2 separate regions of the Oryzias latipes genome follow, and region 1 is linked to region 2. A link is a contact called in public Hi-C data. All regions are on one chromosome and are shown on one strand. Each heading gives the region's core, a stretch centred on a gene start, on an enhancer-like site or on the middle of the called end of the contact. The rest is flanking DNA. Distances are from core to core; before and after follow the strand shown.

The links. Hi-C and Micro-C count contacts between places; a contact is called where the count stands out from the background.
Region 1: a contact with region 2 is called in a Hi-C map of embryo, with 1.8 times the contacts expected there. The contact joins the enhancer-like site here to the promoter of brms1 in region 2. A contact is called at or near these places in 3 of 5 Hi-C or Micro-C datasets (embryo and gastrula embryo).

Annotation. Positions count from the first base shown.
Region 1 is chr18:12,684,592-12,687,760 of ASM223467v1, forward strand. It overlaps LOC100049529 (1-phosphatidylinositol 4,5-bisphosphate phosphodiesterase beta-3), which reads left to right. Exons shown (of 34, transcript XM_023965810.1): 4 at 1,218-1,352; 5 at 1,460-1,539; 6 at 1,612-1,665; 7 at 1,745-1,817. Among protein-coding and RNA genes, the nearest start is that of LOC100049529, 41 kb to the left of the region's middle. Within about 2 kb of position 1,905, at least 2 of the 8 cell types and tissues checked have an H3K27ac peak or open chromatin away from gene starts, as enhancers often do. A contact at or near this core is called in embryo and gastrula embryo, where this site is marked.
Region 2 is chr18:12,604,575-12,607,800 of ASM223467v1, forward strand. It overlaps brms1 (breast cancer metastasis-suppressor 1), which reads right to left and starts at 1,619. Exons shown (of 9, transcript XM_004079687.4): 1 at 1,488-1,619. It overlaps ppp1r14b (protein phosphatase 1 regulatory subunit 14B), which reads right to left. Exons shown (of 4, transcript XM_004079688.3): 4 at 1,989-3,226.

The sequences.
Region 1 (3,169 bases), core at 655-3,154, 80 kb after region 2:
GTACTTGAACGTATTCTTTGTAATAAACCATCAACATTTTTATCAGTTGATCGTCACAAAACACTCATATCAATGAGATTTTCCCTTCGTAAAAATTGATGAAGTCATATCCGCCGTTTAAAAAGAAAAAACAAAAGTTGTCAGTATGGTGTCAGACTCGCTTTTAGAATTCATGTATGTAATTTTTTTAGTATTTAGGGATTAGGGCGGGAATTCAGACAAAGCTTATACTTCCATATTCTTTTCTTTAATTAAATCAGATTTATTTAAGTTATAAATGAGATTAAGGTTTGTCCTTTTTCTTAAGTCTGAGGTTCCTAAATAATATTGGACAAAAAAATTAGGAATTTTTAAGGTGGAGACAATCAGTCCCTATGAAAAGATTTTATTCCAAAATCAAAACCCAAACATGTTTTCTCTGAATCCTAACCCTACGGATTTAAAGGGTTTGTATAGCATACCTGCATGTCTATCCTGCTTCCAAGCTGATCATTTGTTTACACTTCTTTATTATTTTAGCGACGGGTCTGAAGCTACTTGTGCTTTCAAGTTGGTCTCTTTGTTGGAAGTTTAACTTGGTTTAAAAGGCGACGCTTGACTAGCAGGATCAAAGCGCAGAGCGTCTTTGCTCGTGAACCCGGTCAGATCGTGACAGAACAAGCAGAGGAGGAAACCGGATTGGCAGGTTCAGAAAGTTCCCAGGAAAGCACACTGAAGGTTGTGCAAAACCTCAACCAATTTCAGAAGACCTTTCCAGAGTGAGATGGAGATATTCCTTCACGAAGCGCAGATGCAAGTGTTTGGAAAAAACGGCCAGATCTTGCGGGATCTTGTTGTTTTGGTGCGGTGTGGAGCTGTTCCAAGAGGCTCAGTGGAAAACATGAGTCAGACGCTGAAGGACGCTCATCAATAATCAGATAAAAATCGTCTTGACAACATTTTAAATCGATTAAAGTATCAATCTAAGAAATACGGCGATATGTCGTTGAATCGATTTGTTTTCCCTACACCCCTAGAAACCCCCCCCCTATAAGGTAATAAATGGGGTCCATGCGGTGCAGCACTCTGATCCAATTAATCAAAGGAGTATTTGCTCCTTGTTTGCCCACCAGCCATCTCTGACGAGCATCGTCTGCCTCCATCGTGACTCACTTCCTGGTTTTTGGTTCTGCTTGTGCCAAAAGGCCTCTCAGATGTCGAACTGTGTGTTTGATCAGGAAGCGAAATTGCAGAGCATGCTGAGCGTCGGGAAGGACAGCTTTCTGGGGAAGTCGCTGACCATCGTCTACGGAAACGACTTGGTGAACATCTCCTACCTCAACTTCCAGGCGATGTCGGAGGATGAAGCCAAGGTGAAGCTGCAGCCCTCCTTCTCCACCTCTAATACGAACATCAAATCAAAACCAATAAACAAACAAATCCCCTTTTTAAAAAAATGGTTTTTGTTCTTTTGCCCCAGCTTTGGACAGAAGAGCTCTTCAGTTTGGCAACAAACATCCTTTCCCACAATGCAACAAGAAACAGCTACCTCCTCAAAGCGTAAGAGTCCACAGCGACCCGTCAGATGCGCATTTCCAAACTTTCTGGTAACTTCCTGTCTGTTGGTTTCAGATACACCAAGCTGAAGCTGCAAGTGAACCAGGAGGGCAAAATTCCCGTGAAGAAGTGAGCAGAAAACATCACATTTTCTGAACATTTGGACGGGTTTCGGGTCAACCCAGTCAAACCCAACTCTGTCTTCCAGCATTATGAAGTTGTTCTCTGATAAACGGCGGGTGGAGACGGCGCTGGAGCAGTGCGGCCTGGTCAGAAACAAGGTAATCGCCGCCGCCGCCATCACAGGCCTGCCTTAAGACAGGCGTGTGGGTCCTCACGCACAACAATAGGATGAAACGATGCGCCTCCCAGCCCGCTCTGACGGACAGCTGCATTCTTCAAATACCAGACGAGTCAGCAACAAGACCGCATTCCTGCTCCCAAACATTTCACACATTTATATGAGAAAAATGTGAAAAGATTGATGAATTTCACTCAGAAACAGTAAAAAAAAAAACGTAAAATCTAAAATTCGATTCTACTACATTTATTAGCAGCATTTTGAAAGCAGTTGATGCTCAAACAAGGTTTTTTGGAAGTATAATCAGGTTAAATAAAGTTGATAAGTGAATTTCACAATTTCACAAATAGTTAAAAGAATTGAAAAAACTATTTCAGTTTTCTTTAGCAGACTGACTGACTTTTCTTCCTGCAAGTGGTTTAAGTTTTAGCTCTGAGAAAAGCTTCTTTTCATCAAATCTTAGTCCAGCATATCTTCAAATCAAGTTTCTTTCCTTATTTTGAGCTTAACTTCTCTTTGACACCAAATATGACGCCGCTCTTCAATAAAACTGTCGTCACCCTAAAAGAGAGAAAGAAAAATGCTTGTTTCCCTGTCGGTCTGATCTGTTTCACTTCAGTCTTCTTCTGATGAAACCCACTTCTGCTCTTTTATTTTCACTTCTCGCTCTCAGGTCACTTAAACTCACTTTGACATGTGTCGCATATTTATCACAAACTAAAAAAACCTGATTTATTGTTTAAACACCAGCTTTGTCAGAGCTTTTGGTAGCTAAAAATAACTACAGAGATACGAAAAACAGGAAATGGAAACAATTCATAATAAAAGGCCACATTTAGTAAAAAGGGTTCTTTAAATTTTTTTTGGCCCCAAAAATCATTTGATCTTTTGAAACAAGCATACTGAAAGGAACGGCAACAAAAATAGTGACATATTGTGGCCAACCAGGGGAATTACAATCTCTCTCTGTCCATAAATAAGCAACGGGAATTCAGAAAAAAATCAATATTCTTTTACATTTGCTAATAGTTGTATTCATTTTTATGAAATATAGTTATTTATAGATGAAAAATACTTGATGTCTTCTCAATTAAACATTAAAACAATAGTTTTCTGTTAAAAACAAATGAAGACTTTTAGATTCATAGAAAAAAGCTCCTGAGAAATGTTTCCAGTTTAAAAAAAACAATTAGAAAACATGTAGACATTACAAAAATGAAGACAGAAAACTCTATTTTAAAATCTGAATCCTGACCACGTATTTTTTTCCCCCTGCAGCCAACAAACTAATTCTGTTTGGGTCAAAACAGAAACGACTTTATATATATATAA
Region 2 (3,226 bases), core at 369-2,868:
ATCATGGAAATGGCTGCAGAGGAAGCAGATCAAAGCCATGGAGTGGCCCTGGACCTCAGTCCTATAGAAAATCTATGGGGAATGCTGAAGCTTAGGGTTGCTAAGCGACAGCCATTAAGGCTTGATGATTTAGAAGTCATTTGCAAAGAAGAGTGGACCAAGATTCTTCCTGATATGTGCAGAAACCTGATAATCAACTATGTCTGACTTCTGTGCTGCTAATAAGGCTTTTCCAATAAAGTACTACGTCTTCCCAGCAAGACAGTTAAAATAATAGTTTCCCTCAATGAAACGCAAATAAATTCACAAATACTTTAAAATCGATTTCTCGCTTTTCTATCTTTCACTGTTCAAATGAACATAGTGTTCAGATGACAATTTCTTTTGAATGCAAACCAACAAAATCAGCAAGAGATCAAACACTTCCTACACTGTATGTCAGAAATGCATTTATAACATCTGGCAAAACAAATGCTTTTAAATCAAAGCCATATATTTTTTAAAGTATTCTTGTGATGATGTTTGTAAGATATGCGGCATTTGTGTTTTTACTGATGGGATGACCTCGTTTATTTGATAACATTAGGAGTTTTAAAGATTCTTAAAGATGTCCAAACAGTTTTTGGTCTAACAGATTCACGTTACATTATTATACACGTTCTACAGGTGAATTCATTAAATTACAACTACATTTATTCAGTATGTAATGTGGTTAAGTCAAACCTTGACGATGACTTAGCTTTAATAAAGCTACAATAACAAGGGTCAAAACCGGAAATCGATTAGCTAAAAACAAATGCTAAATAAACAATAATTATTTTACATTGCATAACATGGCAAAATGTGTAATAAGCGTGTGGTAAAAACTGAAAATAATTTTTTTCTAAACGTCTAAAGGCCTAAAAAGGTTCAATAATGTTGAAAATTGCCATTTAGGTTTTTATTCAAACCGGAAGTCCGCTTTCACAGTGCTTAACTTGACCAAAACTGGCTTCCGTATGGAGGTAGAGTAAACTGGTAAACAAAATGAAAGCAACGGCGGGATTTAAAGCCTACACTAAAGTCAGGAAAAGAGACGCTCGTTTTGAAGGCTGCACTCACTTAAAAACCCTGTAATGTTTATTTCGCATTTCGGCCGCACTTTCACCACATTGAGCTCAAACACACCTCCGTGAAGTCAAGTGCAACACAAGCTAACAATTGAATCAAAAACGGAGACGGCAGTCACTGCGCACGCATCACATTTACACACGAAGGAACCGCCTTTCTCATGGAAATCTTCTTGAAACGTTTTTATTAATTAAAGATGGAAATTAGCACTCCAGAGAATCATAGGAGCATCTTGCAGACCGACCTGCCAACCGAACTACACGGATTAACTCGAAGAACGCACTCCCTGAGTCCGAGCGGACAGGGGGATGCTATCCGCTACTAACAAACATAAATCATCTTTATTACTGTTAAGTCAGACGTGAAAGCCATCTTACCGTGTCCCTTAGCCGAGCTATGCAGAAGAAACGTTCGGTTTAATGATATATTTCCATTTTGGAAAGTACTTCCTCTTCGATCGGCTCCTCTTCAGTTAGACACTTTGCCGGACTCTGTGAACTGTAAAATCAACCAATCAGCGTCGAGGGCTGCTCCTGACTATCCAATAGGAAGAACCATCCCGCAAGCACCCTGTCCAATCAGAATGAAGACACAGCTTCTATGAACCAATTGTAATTTAGATATACATCTCCAACATATAATTTAAATATAATATAATTAAGTAGAATGAAAAATTGTTGTTTAAACACAACACTACAAGAAAAAAATACAATTTCTGATTATGTTTACGTCACATGAAACGCAAAATGTAAAATGAAATTGAGCATAAAATAATTTTGCTCAACCTCATGCATATACAGCAAAATTTTTTTTGATACGTGTAATAATAAACGGAAGAGCAAAAATATTGACATTAAAAGAAAATGATCCACAAATCGTCAGTTTTACATATTTTTTATTAAAGTTGCATAAAAGTAACAAAATTGGGCAAAAACAAGACCTGTTGTTGATATTGCTACATGTGTTTGTTGGTTTGCCTAATTTTTAAAAACTGTACACTCCCCTAACACGTCTAATCTGCATGGTTTAGCTCTTGTATTTAACCTCAATGGTAAAATCGTTTTTTTTCTTTCCCAAACAGTAAAAAAAAAACCAGACTTGTCAATAACAGTCTAAGAAGACATAATAATAATCCAAAACTTGAACTTTAAAAATGAAAATCCACTGAAATTCAGCTGCTGACTGAACTTGCCTGGTGCAATTTTACTGATCGAAAAAGGGAAGAAAAGTAAAAACTAAAAAACAGCAGTCGATCTATCTGGAAACATCATTGAGAAGGCAAAAACAATCACATCTGAATGGATTTTTCTTCAGCTAACAAATCAGTCCAAGGCTTGGCGTTGAGAAGGGTCGCGATCACAATTTATAAACAGACCAGCATTCAAACACATGGTTTATCTGAACAGCATCACTGCATCAAGGCCTACGGCAAATATGAAACACACCTAAAAAATATTGGTTTAAAAAAAAAAACAGAATCTCAAAAAAGGAAAATCCAAGATTCTCCCACAAGATGTAGCTCCACCTGGTAGCACATCTAAAGAAAAAAGCAAAGATGTCTCCTGTTTATTTGGTTTGTGTAACATAAATAATACCTAAGGCAACATCTGTTTGAAAACAGGAAACTCAAGAGCGATGAGGGAGCAGGACAGGAGGATGCATGGAAGAAGGTAGGAGGGGATGGCAAGGAGACGGTGCAGCAGGATAAAGTGGGCCCCCAGTGTGTGTGTGTGTTTGTGTGTGTGTGTGTGTGTGTGTGTGTCTGCTGTAAAAGAGGCAGTGAAGCTCAGACATCCCTGCAAGTGTTCGCAGTCGCTCAAATGCTGCCGCTTCAGGCTCTGATCTGATTGGCCCAGGATCAGAAACAGATGGCCTCATATGAGGGGAGATGATTGGCAGCTGGTGTCGCGCATCTGTGTTTTTGGAGGCAGCGGTTTGCCAACGCGCTTCCGTGACAGAGAGGAGTGGGGCGGACGCTTGGATTTGGAGTGAGGACTCCGTCCTTTTTTTTTTCGGCTGAAGAGGAGACAGATTTTTTTTATTTTATCGTGTGGAGGAAACAAGACGCTGTGAGGAAGCAGCAAAGAGTGCAGATGTGATGGAGGAAAAGGCAGCT